Linked DNA regions of Sus scrofa: regions 1 and 3 are each linked to region 2. Evidence: chromatin contacts called from public Hi-C and HiChIP or PLAC-seq data. All regions are on one chromosome and are shown on one strand. The core of a region is the stretch at or near the end of the contact, and the rest is flanking DNA. Distances in the headings are between cores, read along the strand shown. Region 1 overlaps LPP (lipoma-preferred partner). Region 2 overlaps LPP (lipoma-preferred partner). Region 3 overlaps LPP (lipoma-preferred partner).

Region 1 (4,178 bases), core at 1,345-3,844, 160 kb after region 2:
CTCTGCTAACCATTAGGGTTTTTTTGAGCACATTAGAAAGATGCATCCTACCTTGGCTTGGCAAATAGAGGGAGGGCAAGACTTGAGTCCCACTTGACCTCTTGCCCTGAAGCAGGATATAATCTGAATGGCAGTAACTAGCAGCTCTGCCTCTACCCTTCTTGTTTCCCCTCCTCCAAAAAAGTAAAATTCGAAACCCAAGGGAGACACTCTGAATAGATAAATACATGCAGAATGAAAATGATACATCTGAAAAGATTTCTTAAGACACTCCCAAATACCAGCAAAAAGCTCAAGGCATAGGTATTTCAGTTTTTCTTTACCTGTTATTTATTTTAATAATGACCCGAAAAGTGTTTTACTTACTAATTGGATTCAAGGACTTTGGATGTACATATGAATTATTTTAACACATTTAGGAAGTAGCAAGGAAAACACCTAAGTTTTTTCTATAAGTCAATTTACAGTTACTAAAGCAGGTCATGATATTACAAAAGCCCATCATTTATAGAGGGAACAGCAAGAAAATATTCTGAAAGGAATTTTATCATCAACCCAGCTTTTAAAAAATTCTTCCTCAAAGCAACTTCCACAGCATTTGAGCTGAGTGCTGACCATTTTCTACCTCATATGAGTATCCATCCATGCCTGCTCCCCTGTGTCCATTTTCCCCTGGCTCAGTCCACTTCTTTGGGAAAACATACCTTGCCCACAAACAAGGCCAGAAAAAAAAAAAAAAAAAGTTTAATACTCCCACCACACTCTGCACCTTTGTTTTGTGGCTCCTATCACAATAAAAATTATATAATTATTTGTGAAATTATGAATATAGTGGTTTGTCACTCCTAGACCAGAAGTACTGTGATAAGAGAGCTGGTATCTACTGGTATCCACAGTTCTGGTTAAGGGCCTGATGCTTGGTCATGGTGGGCACCAAGAACTAATTGCTGATTGAAATCATGACCCCCTGCCCCTTCAAAGTATTAGGTCCTTATAAACAGGGATTGTGTCTAGTTCATTTTGGTATCACAATTGTGTATGATGGGTAGATAACATCACATAGTTCATATGTAAATGAATGAGAGTGGATCACTTATGGAGATCAGAGAGACTATTCACTGGAATGATGTGTTAATGGTAAAATAAGTACATCGAATGGATTAGGAGTTAAAGGCAACCCTCCAAGACACCTTGGAATGGCACCACACAAAGAAGGAAGGCAGAGTCTGAGATAGAAAATGTCTATGATCTAAGATTTGTGTCAATTTCTTTGGGCTCTAAAAGTCAATTTTCTCCCAATTTCAATGGGTGTGACTCTTTCCCAGATGCAACTGAGCCACAAATCTTGGGTTGTATTCCAGAGCCCAAGAAAACCAGATCTTCAGAAAAATTAAATAACAGCAAAGCCAAAACAAGGTGAAGCACCCAGAAGACTCTGGAAAAGAGTCTTCAAGTTAAGCAGCCCTGAAAAAGTTGGAGCATGCACGCCATGCAGAAAACAAATGGGCCGCACTTGAAACATGTCTCCCATGTGGAGACTTGTCCGGAGTCATCAACTTTAACCAACTTTTTATGTGAAAAGGTCATTTAACACACTTCTGAGAGATGCCAATGGCTGGCCTCCCCAAAGGATTCAAAGAATCTAAGTTTGGGCAGAAAAATTGTGCACACACAAAGAGACACTATACCACTTGCCAAACCCTGCATCAGACACTGGAAATACACATTCCAGCACTACCGGCAATCAAGACACTGGGAATCTAATTGTGGAGTTAAATGACAACAAGCACCAAAAACCTAAAGAGCTAAATGATAATCATGGAGCTGATTAGGTGAGAAGTCTGAAAACATGACACACCTGGGGTTGCTGAAGAGTTCTCCCAATCTAGCTGCCATCATTCTGATGTACCCTTACTGGCTGCACAGCCTTGGAAAAGTTACTTGAGCTCTCTGTGCTTATATGTGTCCTCATTCGTAAAATGGTTAAGATGATGATAGCCCTCGGTTTAAATGTGAGCTCTGATTACTGATCTATGCCTGGGCCTATGAGGGGCAAAAAAACCTACCAAACAGAATCTCAAATGCCAGAATAGAAGGGCCCTTACGTTCAACAGAGTCCAAGTGTTTCTTTTACAAAGAGTATAACTGAGGTCCAGGGAAGGGAGAAATGTGCCCACAACCATTGGTAAATCAGCAGCTGATCCAGGTAAGCAGCCAGGCTTGGTGATTTATGATGCCAGGTGCTGTTCACTAACACACAGAGTTGGTCAGAACTGTGAACTAATAGACGTCAAGGCTTAAAACAGTACCTGGCTCAAAGGCAGCAGTGTGGATGTATTTGCTATTATTATTGCTTACTTGATTGCAATAATATGCTGACACATTTATAGGGTGATTTATAGTTTATAAAGCCTTCCATATCCATTATTTCATTTAATCAACACAACTCCAAGAATCATGATTCCCCAGGTTCTGATGAGAAGACTGGGTCAAATGAAGCTTGGAGAGGTTTTTTGGTTTTCCCGGGATCCCATAGCTAGGTAGGAGAGAAGTGCAGCCCAGAACTCATATTTTCCACTATTGAGTTTAATGGCCTTGCCTTTCACATGATACTACACCACAGTTACCGCTAGCCCCAGACTACAGATTCCCATAGCAGCTTTTTATTGGGGAATTTCCTAATTGTCAAATCCTTCTACCTAAAGGAACAAACTCAAAGGCATCAAATTTTACTTTGCTTTTGCTACAGCTGGGAGAAACCTAGCAGAAGGAATGTCTTCCTTGGATCTGAGCTTTCTTCCTGTCTTTGAAGCAAGATAGCCCTTCTGCTGAAGACAGGGGCAATGCATAAAGAAAGGCCAAAACTAGGAGAAAGGAGGAGGGAAAGAGGAGAGAAATAACCACACAATGATGTATAACTAAGCCAGAGTGTTCCAGCTATTGATGATGAGCCAGTTCTTCTTAGGTCGAAAAATTTAACATCGTCTTGCTGTATGAATCTCTCAGCTTGAAATAAGACATCAAGATGGGCAGCATGATCCTCTCTTTCACAATTATCTCTTCCCATCAAAGTGAATTAATTTCTCAAGTGAATAATATCAAAGAACTGGCCTGAGGTGAGTGAAGTTCTTTTAAAAAAGAACTTGGTTAAGGGACTATGGAGGGTTTCTTACCTCGTGAGTAAAAGTAAAAGAATTTCTAATTATGGGCATCCAACTATCATCTGTGTTACATGTATCTATCTATCTACCTACTATCTAATCAAGAAAAGCTTTAGTAAGGAAGTGAAAGTTCTTGATTTTAGCTCTAGTTGGTCACCAACTAGTAAAGAGTCACCAAAGCCTCCTGGGCCTCTATTTCCTCATCTGTCAAGTGCAGGCTTGGACAAGGTTGACAAAGGCCATTCCAGCACTCCAAAAAACAAAAACAAAAACAAAAACAAAAAAACAAAAGGAAATATCCCAAATAAACAGGACAAAAAAAAAAAAAAAATGCCATGATGGTCAAGCCAACTGTTTCAGAAAAGTTAAAGAAAGTGTTGTTTACTCCATAATCCCTGGTTTTGAATGCAAGAAACACGTCATTTAAAATCACCCATATTCATGCTTTTGATGGTGAAAAAGTCCACCACCAAAAGCCAACAAAGTTTTGCTTAAAAACAAGCTATTTTCAGGAACAACTCTCCAAGCTAAAGCCCTAATTCACAAAATTGAGTTTGGCTGGTATAACACTGTCTTCTTTCTGCAATTATTAGGCTCTAAAAGGGTTGCTTTTTTTTTTTCCTCCTAGCAACATTTCATTTGAAAAGTGTTTGATCCTGAAATAAACCTGTAATTTCTCCTATGGAGAGGGAGGGCAGGTGAAGATCTATAGCTTAGCTCAAATAACTTCATATTTCACACAAGATTATTACAAGATCACTGATGTGAACCTTGAGAATTTTAGCAATAAAGTCATGCTATCCAAAGAATGTTCGACAGAACGTGGGTCTGGGAAATCAGCCACAAAATGGTTCTGTGATAAAATAAATTTGAGAAAACCTGAACGGTGTGGTTATTGCTTTTACCTATAAATCTTCTCAGAGTTAATCATGCTAAGGGTGCATGAAGGGTCTCCAAAATGGAGATTGCTAAAAAAGCAACTGATTCCCAACCTGAACGGACCACGTGTGGAGCAAG
Region 2 (3,996 bases), core at 730-3,229:
GTATTTCTACTAGTATATTTCCTGCAGAGGAAGGGAATGTAATTTAAAAGACACTGAGGAATTATTCTAAGAAGTTAAAATTCATTTATAAGAAATTCTAGCAATTAAGTGTCTATCCCTGCCCCTGTCTTACTACCTAGAGTATTAGAATGACCCTGCAGGTGACACTTTGATCCATCACCAGGACATTCAGGAACTTTAAAGTCAACTCTGAAATGCCAAAAGTTTTGAGATATGAGCAGAATAGGAGTTCTAAGGGAGCTTACCATCTAAAGGGGAGAGCTATGTAGAAGTCAATAGATTATAATGTAGTCAGTTCATGGAATGAGGACAAAATGCACCCAAAAAACAAAACAAAACAAACAAACAAAAAAACAGATGCCATAAAATAGGACAATCATTTCAGCCCCAACTCTAGAAAGATGTTATGGGCTTCTCAGGATAAAAAGAAAATATAAGGCAAGCTTATTTTTGTTAATTATACTGATCGTTTTATTCCATTTATGAGCCATTTTCTATATGACATATACTGTGCTAAATGTTTATCTCTTTCAGTCTTCCCAATAATCTATGAGGTAGATAATATCACCGCCCCCCTCCTTAAGAAGAAGCACAGAATAAGATCAAATAAGACAACTGTGAATGTGACTAGGACTGAACTCCAGACAATGTAATTCTAGTCTTGTATTTAATGATTATTTAGTGTTGATTTCACCTAGACAAAGGAAAAGGAAAAACAAGCGTGAGCCAAGAGCTCAGAAGAGTGGTGAGAACTGTTTGTTTTTATGCAACAACCATCAAAGATGTAAATCCAGTGGTCCGATTTTTTTTTTTTGGTCTTTTTAGGGCCACACCCACGGCATATGAAAGTTCCCAGGCTAGGGGTCGAATCGGAACTGCAGCTTCTGGCCTACACCACAGACACAGTGACACAGGATCTAAGCCAACCTACATCACAGCTCATGACAAAACTGGATTCCCGACCCACTGAGGAAAGCCAGGGATCAAACCCATGTTCTCATGGATACTAGTTAAGTTCATTACCACTGATCTACCATGGGAACTCCCAAGTGGTCTGATTTTTAATCTTCATGGCAGCTGATCCACAGAGCAGTTAACTTATCCTTCACTCACTCCTGAAGTGCTTTTTCCCTATATCTTTGGAAGGCTCTGTCTCTTGATTCTCCTTCCACCTCATTATCACTGTTCATGACATCTCTAATGGTTCCTAGGTGTCTCCAAGAGATATCAAAATCTTGGCCCAAGGGCATAATCCACTATTTTAGATAATGTCACTCAGTATCAAAATTTTAAATTTGGATCTACTCATTTCTAACCAAGTCTATATTAAGTCAACACTTCATCCTTGAACCCCAGACTCAAATATGTAACTGTCTACCCAACTGCTATTTGGAAGGCTAAAGGTCAGCTCTAATCTAACATACCTAAAACCAAATTGCTGATCAAATTCTCATAAAAAAAAAAAAAGAATAAACCACAAAACTGTCTTGCTGTCCTCCTGACACCTCACCAAATTGAATCTCCATTCTTCTCATTACCTAGTAAAAACCTAGCAATCCCCCTGGAATCTTCCTTTGCTCTCATATTCTACATCTAATCTGTCCCCAAAACTTGACATTACCATCAAAATATATCTGGAACCTCACTACTTCTTAGCAGGTGCCCCATACCTGCCCACCAACTATCATTTCTAGCCTACATTCTATCCTCCATAAAGCTGCCAGAGGGATCGCTAATGTAAGTTTGATCACATGACGAGGTAATGGTTCTTGGTACCTCCTGCCCTTATCTTTTCTCGTTCCCTGTAGATCACTCAACTCCAGCTTTACTTGGCTACTTCAGTCTTTCTCAAATAAGCCAGGTGCCAGCCAGGTTCCTCTCCCAGTGCTTTCATACTTCCTCTGTCTGGAACACGCTTTCTCCTGTTCCAAATATCTGCATGGCTCACTCCCTCACCTATCTGAGATTTCTGCTCAGATATCACCTCCTCATAAAGCCTGCTCTAACTGCCTTATATAAAGCAGCCACAATTAATCCACTCCAACCAAAGCATTCCCTCTCCTTTTGTCTGCTTTATTTTTCTCTACAGCACTTATTTCTATCAGACGTAAATGTTTACTTGTTTATCTGCTTATGATGCCTCTCTCCAGAGGAAAAGTAACCATTTAAGGAAATACATTCTGTTTTATTCATAGCTGCACCCTCACTCTCTAGAGGAGACTTGTCACCCAACAAGTGTTTAATACATAGTTGTCGTGATAATGAATAAATGGCTCCTCTTGTTACTCTTGTTGGAGTTCTAGAAATAAGACTCAACTTGAAGAATCCAATAGCATAGAAAGTGATGTAACAGTGTAAGCACTTCTAAAAGTGGCTTGTTGATTTAGAATCAAAGTAACATATTATATGTCACCATAGATTTGGACTGTGAGTCATAGACTATTAAACTTGGGAGGCAGCTGTGCTGGACTAGAAAGAAATAGGAGTCAGGTGATGATGGTTCCAGTCTTGGCAGTGCCACTGACCTACTGCATGACCTCAGACAAACAGCTTCATCCCTGTGGGCTCTCCTAGTTTACCCGTATAAACAACAATCCACCTCAAATTTCTTAACATTTTCTAGTTTGGTATGAAATTCAACTACTACTTGTTCAAAAGATATCCTTTCTGAGTTTGTGTAGAGATCATTTCACTGTTGCCAATTCTACTTTCAAGTCAGGAAAGAAGTCATTTTGAAATGGCACACCTTTTTTGAAAAAAAAAAAAGTTATCTAATTTACATCTAAAGCAGGAGATAGAAGCTTTTTCCTCTCCATGCACCACACTGGACGTTAGATGTTATCAGCTACAACACAGAAGAAATGAGTATTCAGGATGCTAAACACTTCCAGAAACCCACAGGCATATGTGAAGACACATACACACAAACACACATGTGAAATTCACACATGGAAAACAGCTTGCAGTCTTCCTTCAAATATGCTCACTTCCTATTCTTGATATGCAGCCACACAGAAGCATTTTCTCATAAGTTGTAGAGATGACCTTTAGAAATACACCTCCCTCTTTATTCCTCAGCCTGCAATCCCATGAAGATCAAAGCCAGTTTGTTCTTCTGCATTAACATTTCTGTGATCAGATATAATGTGGCACCTTGATTCTATCTGCATCAAGGCCTCTTCTCACAAGTGACTCACTTGGTAGAAGTTCAGGCATTGAACACTGCTCTGACACGGTCTCCTTTGAGGTTGATTCCACCTTGATGGTGTTACAAGCCAACATCCTGTTTAGCTGCTTTCCTCTGCAACACAACAGGTAATTGGAACTGACTGAACAATAAATCTCAATTTCCTTGTTCCATCAGGAGAATCTTTCAATTTACTAGGCTCCTTCTATTTACTAGCTCCTTCTCAGCTTTACGAATCATTCCCAAACAAGTACACAAGTTAACTGCCCACTTTTACATTAAAGGCACAGGGAAGTGGTGTCGATTCTTTCGTTAGACTTCTTAGATCTGTTTCTGCAGGACCCCAGAGAAAGCTGGCTATAGCACTTGTATTGAATACATGAAGAAACCATCTACTTGCTCACTCAAACTCCTGTCAGCTCCAGAAGGCACAAGTTCCATGTACCACTGTGCCAAGAAACAGGCATGTCTTTGTCCTCCTAAGCACCCCTTGCTGCTACCAAGTTCCAGTTTATAAAATCTGAGACACCTTTGTCTGATGAAAGCCATCCTGAACTTTTCATGCAACAAGTCACGGACCAAGAATGGCATTTCCTCAGCTTCCACAAAAACTAAATAGGGGAAGAGGGGGGAAAAGAACATGGTAAAAAGGTAAAAATGAATGGGGAACATAATAATATGCATATGATACAGAGTATGTCCCAGTATACTAAGCCAAAAAATAGACTTAATTTTCTTATAGAAATAAATTCAAAGGATTGTCAGGTACCACCAAGTTACTTACTTCA
Region 3 (3,992 bases), core at 214-2,713, 240 kb after region 2:
CTAAAACGTGTGTTGAACCAGTGAGGTAATCAAGCCTGCTAATTACTTTCTAGAACATCCATAAGATGCAGGATTAATGGTCTTGGCTCCAGTCTGCCTTTCCTCTAACAGCTCCACTCACTACTTCAGTTTCATAGTGAGTGAAGACGATGTGCTTCATCAGATGAATCTGAAGGCTTAGCATTGTCAGGGTGTCCTTGGATCCTAGAAGAGGGAAAGTGAGCATTTTCTGAATGCACATCCCCTAATTGCTGAGAATGTATATCCATGTCTCCTGTCACATAATTCACCAACTACCCCTTCCAAAGAAGGGATCTAAAGTCATAGAATTACACTTAACACAATGATGGATCTAAAAGGGACTTGAAGGATAACCTTTGTTTTACCAAAGAATGAATTCAAGACACAGGCAAAGCAATGACTCAAGGTTAATACAGATGGTCAACAGCTGAGTAAGAACTGGAATCCTGATCTTTTGATAATGACTTTCATGCAATTTCCTTAAATAGCTATCATCATTCCACCTCTGCCTGAGAGACTGGAAGCTAAAGTTAAGTCCACTTGATCTCCTATTAATCCTCATGAGGCAATGACCTCAAATGGCTTTATCCCAGGAGTGCAGAGTTCTGACCCCAGATCCAATAATATCTGATGAGATGAGCCTTCTCTATGCATTTGTGTTCCCAGAAGGCTGGATATCAACTTGCCTATGGACTATTAAAAACAAGAACAGATAATAAATCACTGGAAAGCACTTTGCAAGTATAAAGCAATATAAAAATGCTATGGACCAATAATATAAGCTCCGGGCTGAGACAGGTCCCTGGAGAGCACAGTGATTTCAAGGGGGCTAGACTGTGCCCACCATCAACCACCAGAAGATGTGAAGGCCACATCTCTCTCCAAACCTCACTCTCATTTCTTAGACTACTCCCAAATACTCAAGTATTCCTCTAGATCTTACTATAATATATTACATTATAGTGGATATGTGAAAAGGCACTTGCTATCATTGTATCTACAGTCACAGAGCTTTTACTAAGAGTAGAGAAACACTGAGAGGAGATCAGAATCCAACAGATAGGAAAGTAAATGTCAAGCTGTCCCTCACTGGTAATAAACCAAGTAAACCATGAAAAACAATGAACCAATTAGAAGGTGCTTGTCAGTGAATTCAGCCCTGAAAGCCAATTTAAATCTGGTGAGAGGTCAGAAGAATAGAACATACACTCAAGAGCTCTGGCTACAGGTGCCAATAGGCAAAATGAGGACAGAGCACTCCTCCCAGCCACTACCTGGTCCTTGGCTCTCATAAGCAAGGTGAGCAGAAAAGGGCAGGAACGAAAAAGAGGAATGAATAGAATAATTTAGAAATCAAAAGCTGGTGTCTGAGAGATCTAGCTTCTAACCGCCCTGCCATTACATGTTGTGTGATGTTGGTCAAGTTACTTAAACCTCTCTAAACCTTGATTTCCTCATCATCCAACATAGCTAATATTAGTACCTACTACACAGGCTGGCTTTGAGGATTAAATGAAAGGAAGTATGGAAAGTCATTTACTCAATGCCTGACACTTAGTACATGTGCTATAAACATGAGTCATCATGCTAACCAGAGAGGCTGGGGGCTGAAATCCAGCACAGAAACAAAAGGCAAGAAGTAAAGCATGAAAGAGGGGGGTCATGATCATGGAAACTGGGAAGAAAGCTCCAGGTCTACTTTGTATCTACTAGGGAATTATCATGGTCCCATTCCCAAATATCTAGTTTAGGGGTGGATGACAACAACCCAAAAATAATCAGGCATCTGAAAAACCTCAGACTTGAGTTCAAATCCAGGTTTGAACTTGAAGCACTTGAAAATTCAACCACTCAGTCAATGGAGAGGTTAGCCATCTGCATTTGAGCCACTAAAATCTAAGATTTAATATTAAATGTGGCTCCAAGATCTTCATCACAAAACAAGAAAGTAGTTTTAGTTTTTATAAAAGGAAAATGTGTCCCCACCTCCCATGCATCCCTAGTTCATTTAACACACTTCAACACACATGGCAATGGTCCATGCCTCCTAGGGGGGTAAGAAATGGGCACAAGAACCATGAAATTAAAGAGCAAGTGCCATTAAGTCAAGCACAAATAAAGAGACATGAGACTTCAGAGAAGTGAAAGAAACTAAATTTACCAAGCTCGGAGTTCCTGTCATGGTTTAGGGGTTAATGAATCTGACTAGCATCCACGAGGATGCAGGTTCAATCCCCGGCCTTGCTCAGTGGGCTAAGGATCTGGCATTGCCGTGAGCTATTGTGTAGGTTGCAGATGCAGCTTGGATCCTGTGTTGCTGTGGCGTAGGCCAGCAGCTACAGCTCTGATTCAACCCTTAGCCTGGGAACCTCCATAAGCCACAAGTATGGCCCTAAAAAGCAAATAAATAAAGAAATAAATAAATAAGAAATAAATAAATAAATAAATTTACTGAGCTCCTATTCTGGCATAGATGCATGATAAGAATTAAGAAAGGAGATAATCAAGAAAGACTTCCTGAGAAAGGCCCCTCTGAGCTGATTAACAGCTAGTGCGCTGAAGATTTGGAGCCATGTTCATCTCTTCAGCAGGATCCTGACACTGCAGTGCTGCTAGATGGGCAACCAAAAGCCCCAGAGCCACCAGCCACCCTTCCCTCCTCCAAGTTCTGATTGGCAACATGGGCATCAACCCACCACTCCATGCCCAGAAGTGAATCACCAACACAGGTCAGCTATAGAGTGAGCACGAAGTTGGGATCAAGCCAGCATCAAGGCTCATCTGCTGCACTCCACATACTACACATAAGCAGACAAAAGAGGAGACAATGAAAGGAATGAAGAAAATATGGGCTTCTTGGTAAGACTGGGTAAAGGGTGTTGAGTCAGGTTATAAAGAGAAAAAAGAGACAAGAGAAAGAGGAAGAAAGGCCAAAGGAAAGAGCTGGTATGTTGTTTGTTAGTGGTGTTTATTTCTTTAAGCATATTTCTGCCTAGTCATTTTTTAAAAAAATAATATTCCCGTTAAATCCCTCAAATGTTAACTTGAGAGTACTTTGTTTTATTCACTGACCAGCACCAAGAAGAGTTCCTGGAATATAGTAGGTGCTGAATAAATATTTACTGCTTAAATGAATAATCCTCCACTACAGTAGGTCACTGTTGCTAAGAAGAAAGAGGCTTTGAAAGAACCAAGAAAAATAGTAAGATTCTGTTTATACTTCAGCTCACTCACTTTAATAAGGTGGGATAACACAGGTGGAAACACAGTTCATGGCTCCTGGTGGGCAGTCACCATATATTCACCAAATTTGAATCAGATTGACCCATACTCCAGGGCAAAGGAAAGGCACGCCACTCAAATCACTCTGAAATCAATGGTTCAAGCAGAATGGGCTCTGACCATTCCACTGTCTCCTTTAGAGAAGGTGCCATTTTCCACCTCCTGAAAATAGCAATGCTCTAGAAGTAAAATAGAGATGACTATAGGCTCGTAAAAGAAATAGCATTGAGAAACATGGCAGGATCTAGAAAGGACTAGGTTTCAGCACTGGCTTAAAGCTTACTTAGCGGATTTGACTACCAATTTCCATGGTGTTCCTTCCATGCCTCTCCTAATGGTAATTGGAAGACTTAATCCCCAGCTAGTTCAGAAGGTAACTTTGCCTTTAAAGAGGAATGGCAGTACCTTGAAGACGAACAAGCTAATTACAAAGTAATGAAAGGAGTCAATATCAACCATTTCACTCTTCCACAGTGAGGTCTATCTGAAGTTTCTATGGCCTGCAAGGTTGGCACTTCTTTCTGTGGCTCTGCCTAATCTTGAGAGCCTGTTATTATTTATTACACAAGAAGCACTTTCCATCTGCAGAGTGCTTTGGAATCACATTTTATTAGTTACTCAGAGTTCTTAAATCTAAACACAGCTAAAGCCCTGGTGGGTGGGGGAGAGGGCGCAAACTCTATGATATA

The links. A called contact is a pair of places that touch in the nucleus more often than the background predicts. HiChIP or PLAC-seq counts read pairs in DNA pulled down with a chosen protein or histone mark.
Region 1: a Hi-C map of skeletal muscle shows a contact between it and region 2, with 4 times the contacts expected there. The contact joins two enhancer-like sites. A contact is called at or near these places in 2 of 47 Hi-C or Micro-C datasets (both in skeletal muscle) and 2 of 2 datasets of contacts at active chromatin or transcription factors (alveolar macrophages and skeletal muscle).
Region 3: an H3K27ac HiChIP or PLAC-seq map of skeletal muscle shows a contact between it and region 2. The contact joins two enhancer-like sites. A contact is called at or near these places in 2 of 47 Hi-C or Micro-C datasets (embryonic fibroblasts and skeletal muscle) and 1 of 2 datasets of contacts at active chromatin or transcription factors (skeletal muscle).

What each region holds. Positions count from the first base shown.
Region 1 is chr13:125,984,162-125,988,339 of Sscrofa11.1, reverse strand. All of the region lies in intron 2 of LPP (lipoma-preferred partner), which reads right to left. Among named protein-coding and RNA genes, the nearest start is that of LPP, 200 kb to the right of the region's middle. Within about 2 kb of position 2,594, at least 1 of the 83 cell types and tissues checked has an H3K27ac peak or open chromatin away from gene starts, as enhancers often do. A contact at or near this core is called in skeletal muscle, where this site is marked.
Region 2 is chr13:126,142,629-126,146,624 of Sscrofa11.1, reverse strand. The region is part of intron 5 of LPP (lipoma-preferred partner); the gene reads right to left. Among named protein-coding and RNA genes, the nearest start is that of MIR28, 140 kb to the left of the region's middle. Within about 2 kb of position 1,979, at least 5 of the 83 cell types and tissues checked have an H3K27ac peak or open chromatin away from gene starts, as enhancers often do. A contact at or near this core is called in skeletal muscle, where this site is marked.
Region 3 is chr13:125,899,607-125,903,598 of Sscrofa11.1, reverse strand. All of the region lies in intron 2 of LPP (lipoma-preferred partner), which reads right to left. Among named protein-coding and RNA genes, the nearest start is that of LPP, 120 kb to the right of the region's middle. Within about 2 kb of position 1,463, at least 5 of the 83 cell types and tissues checked have an H3K27ac peak or open chromatin away from gene starts, as enhancers often do. A contact at or near this core is called in skeletal muscle, where this site is marked.